Regions from separate parts of the Rattus norvegicus genome. Here region 1 is linked to region 2. The links are chromatin contacts, called in public Hi-C maps. All regions are on one chromosome and are shown on one strand. Each heading gives the region's core, a stretch centred on a gene start, on an enhancer-like site or on the middle of the called end of the contact. The rest is flanking DNA. Distances are from core to core; before and after follow the strand shown. Region 1 holds the start of Hipk2 (homeodomain interacting protein kinase 2). Region 2 overlaps Hipk2 (homeodomain interacting protein kinase 2).

The links. A called contact is a pair of places that touch in the nucleus more often than the background predicts.
Region 1: a Hi-C map of frontal cortex shows a contact between it and region 2, with 3 times the contacts expected there. The contact joins the promoter of Hipk2 here to the enhancer-like site in region 2. A contact is called at or near these places in 5 of 12 Hi-C or Micro-C datasets (Schwann cells, frontal cortex, liver and 2 more) and 1 of 1 datasets of contacts at active chromatin or transcription factors (oligodendrocytes).

What each region holds. Positions count from the first base shown.
Region 1 is chr4:68,581,830-68,588,215 of GRCr8, forward strand. Hipk2 (homeodomain interacting protein kinase 2) reads right to left here and starts at 4,279. Exons shown (of 15, transcript NM_001108622.1): 1 at 4,172-4,279. The coding sequence starts at 4,190.
Region 2 is chr4:68,441,382-68,447,685 of GRCr8, forward strand. Hipk2 (homeodomain interacting protein kinase 2) reads right to left here. Exons shown (of 15, transcript NM_001108622.1): 8 at 2,844-3,051; 9 at 1,857-1,978. Among named protein-coding and RNA genes, the nearest start is that of Clec2l, 79 kb to the left of the region's middle. Within about 2 kb of position 2,955, at least 44 of the 93 cell types and tissues checked have an H3K27ac peak or open chromatin away from gene starts, as enhancers often do.

The sequences.
Region 1 (6,386 bases), core at 3,029-5,528, 140 kb after region 2:
AAACAAAGTATGAAGCATGTAAGCTGCTATAATTTGCATAAAGCCCTCAATTTTCTTTGGTAAGAAATTCATGTTTAATTGCCTAATGAGCCAGGCCCTGCCATGTGGCTCGGTAGGACCCTCTCCTTGAAGAGGAACCAGTAAGGAACTTTTGGAGACTCCTTACCCAGTCTGCCACCTTGTATAGGAATGGGTCCTTGCTAAGGGCAAAGGTCATTGTTCACTCTCAGGGATACCTTCCAGGAGCACAGCTGCAGCCCCTGAAAGTCTGCCTTACTAGTTGTTTGCACATTTTTAACATAGCACAAAAGTGCTGCTGTGGAAGAAGACATTCTGTACTTGAAACCAGCAGAAGCTTAATGGGAATAAAGACTCGGGAAAGGTCACAGAGGAGGAAAAGAAAAAGGTTCTTTCTTCTGTGGCTATGGGGGTTTATTGTTGCTGGTTCCCAAACTAGAAAAGGAATAGCAGGAGATTAATAATTGAAATTGAAATGTTCCTAGTGCTGGTTTTCTAAACTATTTGAGGGTTATGCTTTCCCTGGAGTCATCATGCCTGTAAACAACTAAAGACAGAGGGATTTGGGGCTGGGGATTTAGCTCAGTGGTAGGGCGCTTACCTAGGAAGCGCAAGGCCCTGGGTTCGGTCCCCAGCTCCGAAAAAAAGAACCAAAAAAAAAAAAAAAAAAAAAAAAAAGACAGAACAGAGGGATTTAACACAGAGTGAGAAAATGCCTTCTCTAGGCAAGAACTCTACTACATAGACTGGGATCTAATAGTATTCTCACACGATCCAATAAAGGATAAATGTTCTGAAAAATGAGATACCAAAGTCATAAGCTAGATTCAAACTCTACTTTCTCTGATTTGAGTGTCCTGCCATCCTGTCCAGTACCAAAGATAAAACTAATGAGTTTTGATTCACTATTCAGATGTAACAACAAGGAAAACAATAGTTATGCTTTCTTATTTAAAAATTTACAATAAAAACACGGGCAAAGTTATTATAGATGATGCATTATAAAATTCATTTCAGGGAAGATGATGATTCAGAGTCTTGTTTCCTGGTTTGCATCTTGGTGGCTGTGTGTCTTCAGGTCCATCTGATGAGGGATTTCAGCATGTCAGTGTTTACAAGTCTGAATGTGGAAGGTTCTTTGGTTTCCTCCATACTGATCAACTAGCCTAAACTCGGAATTTAGGTCTCTCTAATTGGGAACCCATAGAAATACAAACCCCTGTGGTTGACCTTTGCACTACATACTGAAAAGACCTAGGTAAGCAAGTTGATGGAGAAATATAATCATAAGGCAAATGTTTAACCTTCTAAGAAAATACCCCCCTTTATTATAAGAAGTTTAACTTGATCAGAACCAAGTCACTGAAAACTACTGTGAGGTTTACAAAGCAACTCTTAAACAGTACTAGAAGACTGTTCACACTTTGCCACTTATTAGTTCATATTATCAAATGTGCTTTGTTTCAAAAACAGCACACCTGTCTAAAGTCCACATTCCAGCCTTCACTGGGTATTCGAGTCACACTCCATTTGAGAAATTCCAGTTAAAAAGTCTCATGTGTCATTAGACTCCTAAGAAGAATCATGTGGAACTATTAGGAGGAGAAATCCCTCCTTTGGAGAAGTCAGTAAGAAAAATCCTGTTCATTTAAGACACACAGACACACACACACACACACACACAGACACACACACACACACACACACACAGAGAGAGAGAGAGAGAGAGAGAGAGAGAGAGAGAGAGAGAGAGAGAGAGACCCGGGTTCTGGTTGAAATATAAAAATCAGGTTCACTGAATCCACAGATTGTCACTGGGGGTCAAGGGAGAGGTCACTGTAGTCTTGGATACACTCAGCACTGTGAGTAAATGTAGGTCCTCGAAGCATAGACCTTGACTATGGAGGTCATTTCTCTGTCTCATAGCATGCCTAACAGAAGTCTCTTTCAAAAAGACCAGTCAGGCCTGACTTTGGGGCTAAGTGACTCTGGGTTGGTGGAGAAGCAGTGCTGAGCAAGACTAGGAAATTCTAAAGATGTGAAGAGATGCTCTCCTGAAGAAGAAAAAAATCTACAAACAAAACAACAATTAAGAGAACCCACAGACAAGGCTAAAGAAAACCCAGGGTTGAAAGGAGGTGATGAACTAGGTTGCCTTGGAGAAAGGAGGGTTGGAAAGTAAAACTATGAGTGGAGACCTCTGAGCTCCACAGTTCTACATTGAAACACTTTACACACCTGTAATTCTTTTTCCGACATAATCACTAAAAGAACAATGTTCTAGGACTAACTGTGCTGGGTCTTACTTAGCCCCAGGGGGGTAGCCTACATTCCTCACGGATTTCAAATGAAATCAACCTGATAAATGAAGTTCCCTGGGTGGTTTTGTTCAAAGTTGACAAAATATGTCCCGACCCACCTACCCCAGCCTCCTGGAAGAGGAATTTTTATTCCTCTATTACAGTTGTGAATTCAATGCCAAGTTCTTTCTAAAATGCTCGCCCCGAGTGTCCAGCAGAGGGAGTCTCAAGGAGGTACTTAATAAAGAGAAAACTGTTTCATTTTAACACTCTAGACAGTGGGAGCTTTGACTGCAGCCCCCCTCCCCTAGACACAGATGAACAATGAATGCCCGACATGGGCTCTCCTACATGCTCACGTCCCCACTGGCATGTTCCTATTCTACGTGGTGGAGTGACCCGAAATTTTGTTTTGTTTTGTGGAACGGTTAAATAGACCTTGTGTTCTTCGGAATCAAAGAGGAAAGCCCCTGGAATAACATTTCTCTGTTGCTTTCTAAACAGCCCCTTTGTCTCTAAGAGACTCTGGAAAAAATATTTACAGTCCATAGGTTATTTACAGCCTCGTTATTCAGAGCCTGACTGGTAACTTTATTCCGTGCAGAAACCTAATTCATTCAGAGCCCTGGAACTAATAACAGATTTTCTTTTCAGATAAGTTTTTTTTTTTTTAAATCAGCCTCTCCTAACAGAGATAAAACTATTAATGAGATCCCTGTTTCACCCGGCCCAACAGTTCCCCGGGTTTAAAGGATTACAATCTCCCCTAGCCCCTCCTCTTGGTTCCTGGCGAACCCATTTCCCTCTCATTTGCGATTTCATCCACAGAATATCTGAACAAAACCGAAAGAAAGCCAGATGGACCCACGCTAAAAGTATGTAAAAGGGCTGCTATTTCAATGATTTCACGAAAGAAACATTTTCACGATGAAATAACTGAAAAAAATCTAGCACACTTTGGTTGAAAAATACCCCGTACTACAAGCACACAAAAACACATAGAAGTGTAAAAACTTAGTTGATTCCGGCTTGATTTTTCTCGCTGCAAGCTGACGGAACTGACTGAAGAGAACCGAAAGAGTGCGCGAGGCAGCTGTATCGCCTTACCTTTTCTTTCTTCTGAAGACAGCCAAATGGGAAAAAAAAATCAGCCAACGCCAGGTGAAGGTGCACAGCACCGATCTACCCAGGCCGAGCCAGAAAACCTTCTTTCGCCCCTCCCGCCCCCCCAAAAAAAAACCAAACTACATTTTCCCTTCCACACGCCAACTGCGGGGAGATTTTGAGCCTATTTCATTGTTCTGCCTGGGTCTGAAATGGACTTTTCATCTCAACCCTCTCTCATCGCTTGGCCCCTTTCAATCGGATTCCACAGCCACTACCACCACCACCACCACCCCCCAAAAAAATCGGAGGCTCGGGAAGAATAAAGGAGTGTGGGGTAGGAGTGGAGATGTTTGGAAAGGGGAGCAGAGAGGACGGACAAGTAGAACGGAGATCGTTTAAAGGTAATGGGGGAGGACCGCATCACCTTCATTTATCGCAAATAAACAGAAAGCAGTCACGGATCCGTCTTTTCCCACACGCCGCCCCCATTTCTTTTCTTTGGGCAGCAGCCCACCGGCACACACCCCCCAGCCACCTTCTCTGCCCTGGAAATAAGATCCTGCTCCAGGCCGGCTCCGGTCCCGTCTGGGCCCGGGATGGGAGCACCCGGGAGGGTCGCGAGCCCCCAGGACCAGGGCCCGGGGCTGCGGTCCGGGGCTGCCGGGCAAGGGGCCGCGGGCAGAACAAAGCTACGGGGGCCGCGGCTGGTCGAGCGAGCAAGGAATCGCGGGCTGGGCGCCCCTTACCTTCGTACACGGGGGCCATCGGGGCCGGGGTGTCCGCGGTTCATGGCAACGGAGAAGGGAACGCGGCGCGCGAGCTCGGCCCCCTCAGCCTCAGTGGGAATCTGCCATCTTGAGCCTGTGTCTCCGCTCTCGGCGCAGCCCAGGCCGCCAGCGCCCGCATCACCGCCTCACTTGGCCGGCGCCGGGGGAGGGGGCCGGGCGGGCGCGTCGCCGCCACCGCCGCCGCCGCCGCCGCCGCCGTAGCCGCGGCCCGGGCCCTACGCGGGGGGCTCGGCCGGCCCGGGGCGGCTAGGGCGCCGAGGCCAAGGGCCGGGCGGGTCCGCGAGGGCGGGAGCCGGGGCGGGCTGCGGCGGCCAGGGCCCGGGCCGGAGCTCAGCTCCGCATGGCTGTGAGGCGGGGGCGCCGGCAAAAGTTGCCCGTGAGGAGCAGGGGGGAGGGGGCGGGGGCGGGGCGGCGCGGCCGGGCGCGAGCGGGCGGGCGGGCAAGCGCGAGCGAACGAGCCGGGAAGAGCCCCAGGGAGTCCGCGCGCAATCGAGCGCCGATGGCACGGATGCGAGGCGGGGAGGGCCGAGCCGAAGGGCAGAGCCCGGCGTCGGCGGGGGCCGAGCGCGGCCCGAGGGGAGCCGAGCGGCCGTGCGAGCCGGGCTGTGCGAGAGCGCGGTGCGCTGGCCCGTAGCCGCCGACCGGAGCTCCGCGGTGGAGGCGGCCACAACTTTGTGTGTGCGTGCTTGGGAGTGCGCGCGTGGGTGTGCGCGCGCCGGCCGGGCCGGGGAGCGCGATCCGCTGCCGCCGTCAGCGGTCCCGCTGCCGGGCAAAGTGTCTTCGCCCCAGCGCGTGCGGGCTCCGTTCTAGCCTACAGGCGAGGGAAATGAATGGAGGGAGTGGGCGCGTCGTCCTCTCGGGAGAATGTCTAGGGAGCCCCCTGAACGCCCCGGGAAAACGCAACGTCAGGATGAACGCCTGACCCCGGTGTTTGGGGAGCCCTCTTCTCCATCATCCGGGTGGAAGGGTCCCACCTAGCGGTTCCGGGGTTTTGCTTTTTTCAACTTACTCGGGCCGGGGCGAAACGTTCTTTAAACTCTCAAAGCCTGAATCCCTGCCCTGGTTTGCCTCCCCAGTTCGCTTCTGAATGTCAGCACAGGACGCCCTGCCTCTGCCTCCAACTTACGAAAACTTGTTGAGTCTTGATACATGAATAGATCATAAAAGAAATTAAGTGGGTGACAACAAAGCTTTTGAAAAGCCAACAAAATGTAAGAATCTAGCAAAAAATATTAGAGCCCATTGCCCTTAGGGAGGTTGATTGTTGTCTCATAAAACCTTTACTTTCAGGTATGAATACTGGACACCTGATGTAAACTGTATTTCCTACCTGTAGTTCATAGATCAAAAACAGTTTAAAAGCTATCTTGAGGGTGGGGGTGTAAAATGATGGCCTATAACTCTACAGAACTTTCTGTAAAACAAGCCATTGTTTTCCTTTCTTTTTAAGACCATTGTTTTCTCACTATCTTAGCATCTTCTGGATCCCGTGCTCATCCTCCTACCAAAATGGAAAGACAAGCTAGCTCCTGCATACTCTTAGCTGGCTTTGTTACTGGAAAGTAATTTTCTCTTCATTTTGGAATGGTCCTTGACGACCATCTTCTTTGCCTCAATATTTAGCAGTGCTTTCCTTAACCTAAAGTCACTCACATTTGTAGACTCTTAGAGGGGAGCCTCAGAAGTCATCTGGGTCTGCCTTGCCTTTTTGTAGTCTAAGGAAAGAAGCCCGCAATAGAAAAGATATTGTCCAGTGATACAAAGTATTGAACCTTAACCTGGGTCTTTAGGTCTCCCATGCTGATCTTCCCTCGCATCCTTCATTTGCCCCTTCCTTTCTATCTCCTTGTAATCCTTAAGTGGTCTCCTGAGATTTGTTCATGGCCAGTTGCTCCTAAACACTGCCACTCTCTTGTATTGAGTGGTTCTGGCCACTCCATCTTCCTGTTCCTATCCTCTAAAGACTTGCCTTCATCTAGTGCTAAGTCTCTAAGTTCCTTGGCTTTTAGTCAAGACAGACAGGTTCCAACTTACCTCTCCTAGGACATGATTTCAACAAATCACTACCTCTCCAGCCTGACTGGTTTACCTGTGCTCCTCTGCCAACCTTGCTCATCTATGCCTTTGCCCAAAATGTCACATTCCCACACGTGGTGCCGTCTCTCTTTAAAGA
Region 2 (6,304 bases), core at 1,705-4,204:
AAGTAAAAGATCCCTGATTTAATCTGTTATTAAATACCATTTTGAACTGCCCTTTCAGTCCAGGATACATATGCAATAGAAAAAGTACAAAGATTGAAGATTAAGAAACAAAATTATTATTTATAACTACAAAAAAGACTTGTCTACATGGCAAATTCAAAAGGATTCACAAAAACAGAAGGCTAGTTACATGACAATCCCAATAGATCCAAATCCGCTATATGCCTATAGACAAAAAGCAAATAAACGAGTACAAGTATAATTAACAAAACCAACAAAATGTAAAGCATTTACTGCTTATTTTTATGTGTATTAGTATTTTGCCTGGATACATTTCTGGGCAATTTGCATGTGGCAGTGCCCACAGAAACTAGAAGGGGGGAATCATTGGGTCCTCTGAATGGGAGTTGTGAATACCCTGTGGGTGCTGGGAATTGAGCCTGGAGCCTCTGGAAGAGTCAGTGCTCTTAACTACTGGGCCATCTTTCTAGCCCACAAGTTAGCCTGCCTGCTTGCCTGACTGTCTGACTCCTCTCTTCCTTTCCTTTCCGTTCCTTTCCTTTCCTTTCCTTCCCCTTCCCTCCTCTTTTTCTCTTTTTCTTTCTTTTTCTTTTTATGGATAATTTATGGTAAAATGCATATGGAAAAGAAAAGAGACTAGAATACCTATGGAAATTTTGAAGAACTGTAAAAGAACAGGGCATTCCCTAGCAGATACCAAGACACAGTTGGTGAAGATTGGATATTAGAGAGGCCAATGGGCTACATGAGAGCCAGGAACAGACTTATTCAATTTGATGTCCTATAAACTAAAACAAGGAAAACCACTTCTAGAAACAAACTATTTGGAGAACAATTTGGGGAAGTCTTTTGGGACACTCCCTTACTTAGATGTAAAGCTGACACTAACAGGTCAAGCCATCCTTGATGCCCGGCAGCAGAGAGATGACATGGAAGTGATCTGAGATGGTGGGAAGTACGGACATTGGTGTTACATGTCTAGACTGAGTCTTGGTTCCGATGGTTCTGATATCTAGTTACTGTTTTTGTTTTAACACAGGTCTTACTGTTTGGTGCAGGATGGCCTAGACTCACTATATAGCCTAGCCAGGTCTTGAACTAATAATTCTCCTGCCTCAGCCAGCTGTGTACTGGTAGGATAGGTGTGTGCCCCATACATGGCTGCTCTATGGTTCTGAGCAAGTCCCTATGTCGGTCAAATAGTGACAAATATCTTTCTATGTTGTGAGGATTAAACAGATTAATTGTAAAGTGCCTGGCATAAAGAAAATATATTTGTCATTGGATCAAGTGTCTTTAAGGATTGGTTTCTGGTACTACACCAGTACTGTTAGTATAAATTGTAACCCTTTATACCTTTCCACTTTTCACCTTTGTGATCTTATTCTACAGTTAACACCTATATGGAAAGGAAAGGACAGGTCCAGCCCACAGCTTCTGCATATCTGTTTTCCCAACTCTACAAACGAGGGAATAATCTCCAGGGCTCTTTGGCTCTAAGAACCACTTCTATTTTCCAAGAAAGAAATTTGAGGCAAAGAGATGTTAACTGACTTGCCTTAGGTCATTGAGAATTGCTAGTAGATTTAGGCTTAAAACCTAGGTTTCCTAGATGAATTTGCTTTACAAAGGTACAATAATAATTTCCCTAGACTCCTAGACTATCTAAATTTCTTCTTGGGATTGTCACTAGACACTTAGTGGGTAATTCACATGGGGATCATGTGGAACATTACTAACGTATTCCAGTGTCCTGACAGACTCCTCCTGCTCATCACCAGGGAGTCAGCAGGAGACATGGATGATGGAATTCGAGCAATGCGGAGGAGACTTACCTGAGCAAGCAGACCTGGCTGGATCTGAAGAGGCTGAGCGCCCGGAGCCTGAGTGACGATGGGAACAGCATTTTCCATCCGCACTGAGTAGCCAGCGTGCTTGGAGGGAGAGGCCTGCAGGCCTGTTCAGTCATGGGTAAGGGACAGGAGGGAGGTCAATGACAGGGACCCCCAAGAGACCCATCCGGGCAGCTCAGCTAGCTTTACTGCACAGCCACGGGGCACTGCCTTTTAGCTTTTAACAAGTTAAAAGTAGTCCCCTACTCCCCACAAACACCCCCCACCCCAATATTAACGTTGTGTGGCCAAAACCAGGGCAGTTAAAATGACAAATTACAAGAGGAAACAATGGTTGCTGGCCATGGAGATAACTGAGTGTCACAGCAAAGGATGCTGGGGACATCATCCCTGCAGGGCTCCCTCTGCATTGTGTGGCTGGTATCTGAGTACCAGCATGTGTGCTTACATGGGTGCTTTGCAAAATCTGACCTTGAGCTTTCTGTGTAAAGTGTGACAAGTACATTTCATCTCTAGCTGCTTCAGGTTCACAGGAAAAGAGCCCGGGATCATGGCCAAAGGGGAGGCGGCCCTGGGAGGCACCATTCAGACAAATCTATATTCTCCACATGAAGTGTCAGAGACTGGCAATTTTCTACAGATAACGTAGGGAGAGCATTTCATGTGAGGAGAGTTGGAGCTGACATCAGCATAACAATGGGAGTAGACAATGGGCCTCTTTATAGGCAGCTGGCTAGAGCCACAGCTCTGCAGGTGCAGGGAACAACAACAAGTGGACTTGGTACTAGAGCATAAGTTGCATTGTTTCTAGGTTGGTGGCAGCGGGAGACCAGCCTCCAAATTCAGGGATAGCCACATTGCATCCTTAGGATGGGAAGGAAGAGGGCTTTCTTTGCTGACAGGGTGCATTCTGGGAAACAGCAGGGGCTAGAACCTTTAAGTGGTCCTGCAAGAACTGGTTTAGCTTACCTTGGAAGCCAGGGGGACACACGATGAGAGCTTGCTGGAAAGGGTCAGGCCGGGCACAAATTTGGGCTGTTCCCGTCTGCAGGGGCATGCTCCGCTGGGCCACTGCGGCCATGGATGCCGCTGAGGGCTGGTAGAGTGTAGATTGGTAGTTTAGTATGGAGACTTCGGGATTGGCTAAGGAAAGAGTGGCACTGGTGGAGGTGGGAGCCTAAAGGAATGATGGGGATTAAACAAAAATAAACAAAAATAAAAAATGAGGGAGGTGGTATGTTGGGAGACATGAATCTAAATCAAACACATGAATTTAAAGGAGAATAAACAAACCAAGAGCAAAAAAAGCAAAAAGAGGGGCAGGAATCCAGCTGAACTGTCATGTTTGTGGGACCCACACACCTGACTACTGAGAAGTTAGCTTGGTCTAGGAAACCATCTGGTTGAGGGGCTGGGATGTAGCTCAGTTAGTAGAGTGTTTGCCGGGCACGCATGGTACCCTGGGTCCAGTGCCCAGCACTGCACAAAACAGCTATAGTGGCAAATCACTGTAACCTCAGCACTCAAGAGGCTGAGGCTGGAGGATCAGAAGTTTAAGATTATCTTTGGCGATATACTGAGTTTGAGGTTCACCAGGGCTACAAACACCACCACCACCAACAACAAAAGAACCAAATTGTTTAATGAAAGTCTCAGTCTCTTTTCATCCTAGACAGGGAGGTTTGGGCTGAGAGTCTTTGTATTCCCCGGTTTCTACAATGGAATGTGATGATGGGGAGGGTGGGAAAAGCTAAGCCCCGCCCTTCTTCTCCATGCCTTAGCTTGGCTCCTCCAACTTGAGCGGTTTCAGATGCACTTGTACTGTGCTGCCAGCCCACAAACCCCACCCAACCTCCCCTCTGCTCCCGTGAGGTAGTTTATGCTTGGTAGACAAATCCTGGAAGAGGGTCCTCTGCCTGAGTCCTGTATAAACAGATCTTAGCACGTTAGTCTATGCACCAGAAGGGAAGCCCAGGCAGAGTCCTCAGATCTAACAGTGCTGTGTGCAGATACCCTCAGCACAGGGTAGGACCTGCTACTGTAAAAGCAGTAGATGGAAGCAGTAGATGTCAAACATTGGGATCTGTCTTTTGAAACTGAACTTCCAATGGAAGGAAACAGCTGTAGAAGGAAAGTGAATTCTTTGTTGGGAATTCTTTTGTTTCTCTCCTTAGCATTCTTCATGCTGATCTTTAAGCAAAGAGAGGCAGGAGTTAGCAGTGGCTTCAGAGGGAAGCTGTCTAGAAGGAGTTGTATGTAAGGAGTCAGTATTAAGGAGCAGGTGGGCGCTGAGTAATACTCATGTATGTTTTGGCCACACACACTTTAATAGTTTGGGGACTACTTTGAACTTGTTAGAAACTAGAAGGAAAGTGTCCCATGTAAAAGGACACACATGTAGAGAGAATTTCAAGTGGAGTTAATGTCAAATTTCATAAAAATGTCCAACCCTTGTTTTACTTTTTCTTTTTTGTGGTGCTTCAGAAATCAAACAAATCCAGAGTCTTGCATACACGAGGCACGTCTACCGAGCTATGTGGTCTTTTTATACTTAGATTCTGTGCTGGAATTTAGTTCAAGACAATACATTTATTTGAAAATGATTACAAATTCCTATGACACACTTATTTAGATTTTGAGCTGCATATTTTAACTGTGTATGCATTTTCAGCAGCCCACACAGTGCCTCCTGGAGGTATGGTGGGAGCCAGTGTCTGTGTACTGACCACAACACCCATCTCCAGTTTCCCCCACGCCATTATTCTTTCTGGCAATTCCTTTACCACATTTTCCACTGTCATTTCAGACACTACGAGCTCAGACCTCAAGGGTCTGCTGTTTGAAGTCAAGGCACCAATCTCTTCCCATTGGACTGGGCTTTCCCATCCTCTGATCAGTCACCGTGACCAATGCCTCTGCCTTCCAAATTTCCCTAGAATCAACGGATTGTTTTAGTTGTTCTCAGGTGCCCAGCGCCTGTAAGTCCCTGACTGGTGAGCCCCTGCTCTGTACTTCTTTCAGTTCTTGGGCACAGGATCAACTCTCTCTTTTAATTGTTAGAAACACGTATGTGTGTTTTACCAGCATGTGTTCCCTGAAACTGGAATTACAGAGTTATTACTGCGGGGCATTTGAGTTCTGCTCCAGGTTTAATAATAGTAAAGACACAGAGACATCTATGTAGTTTGAAGCTGTTGGCCTGTTTGTTGGAACAATCTCTCAGTTATCCTCTTACTTAAACCAACTTCTCTTCATTGTGCCTCTCTCCATGTGGCTCTCTCTGCCCTACCTCCCTGCCTTGCTCCCATTCTTCCTTCTCTCTCCCATGTCTGTCCTGCTGGTCAGTCTGCCCCAGCTCCAGCCACCAGCTCTTTATTCTGCAGAAGGCTACACTTAACTACTCCAGTTTGAAACAATCAGCAGCAGGACAACACCCAGTCCATCCTCTGAATTGCTTTTTGGCACTGAGGGCTGTACGACCTTCCTCACAGCAGTTTGCCTTTCTTTTTTTGGGCAGGTGAGGAAGAGACAAACATTTACATATCCCACTAGCCTGTGCTGACCAGCAACTAATAACTGAGAACACAGGGACACACGTTTTCATAGCCAGTAAACACAGTATTTGTGGGTCTTCCCAACAGGTTGTGAGCCACAATGTGGGTCTAGGAATTGAACTCAGGTCCTTTGGAAGAGCAGCCAGTGCTCTTACCCACAAAGTCATCTCTCTTAAAGACTACTTTGCACATTAGCACCCTGCTCTGCATTTAAGCACCTGTTTAGAAATTCCAGTAATGGCCTCATGAATGCTGTGTATGCATCTTGACCCAGTACCCTTTGCTCTCTATAGACCCTTAGGTACCCTCCTTAATAAATGAACATATCTATCTTTTCCTTCAAGACAGATTAGTCTAGTTGTTTTCCTAGCCTTCTGTGAATACAGGCTATTCATCTCATAGGAATCCTTCGGCCCAAAGAGTTATCTCTGAGCCTCTGTGCTTTGGTGCCAGCCTTGACACCAGGATTCCAAAGCAGAACTTTCCCTGACAGTAGGAATAAGCTATTTCTATGTGTTCGTGTACAGTAACCTGTGAGTGTGTGGCTCAACTTCAGCCACAGTGTGCTGATTAATCCTCCTTGGGAGACGGACTCATGGGGGAGGACTTGTGGTCCTCTGCCTGCTTGCCTTACCTGACCCTTATGTGTGCAGCCTATATCAGGATCTGATTTTAGCTTATGTATTGTTTCACCAGGAGTGGAACACATGTTATGATATGAGCACCAGTCCCCAGAGTGACCAGTAGGTACACTGAGAGTTTCCCTCAGTTTCTGATCCTGCTTAGGGATCAGCAGATGAAAGTGTGTGTGATGGTGTGGGTGACATTTTACCCTGTTCTCTGTGGTTCTTAAGAGCTGTTTTGGAGAGATGGCTC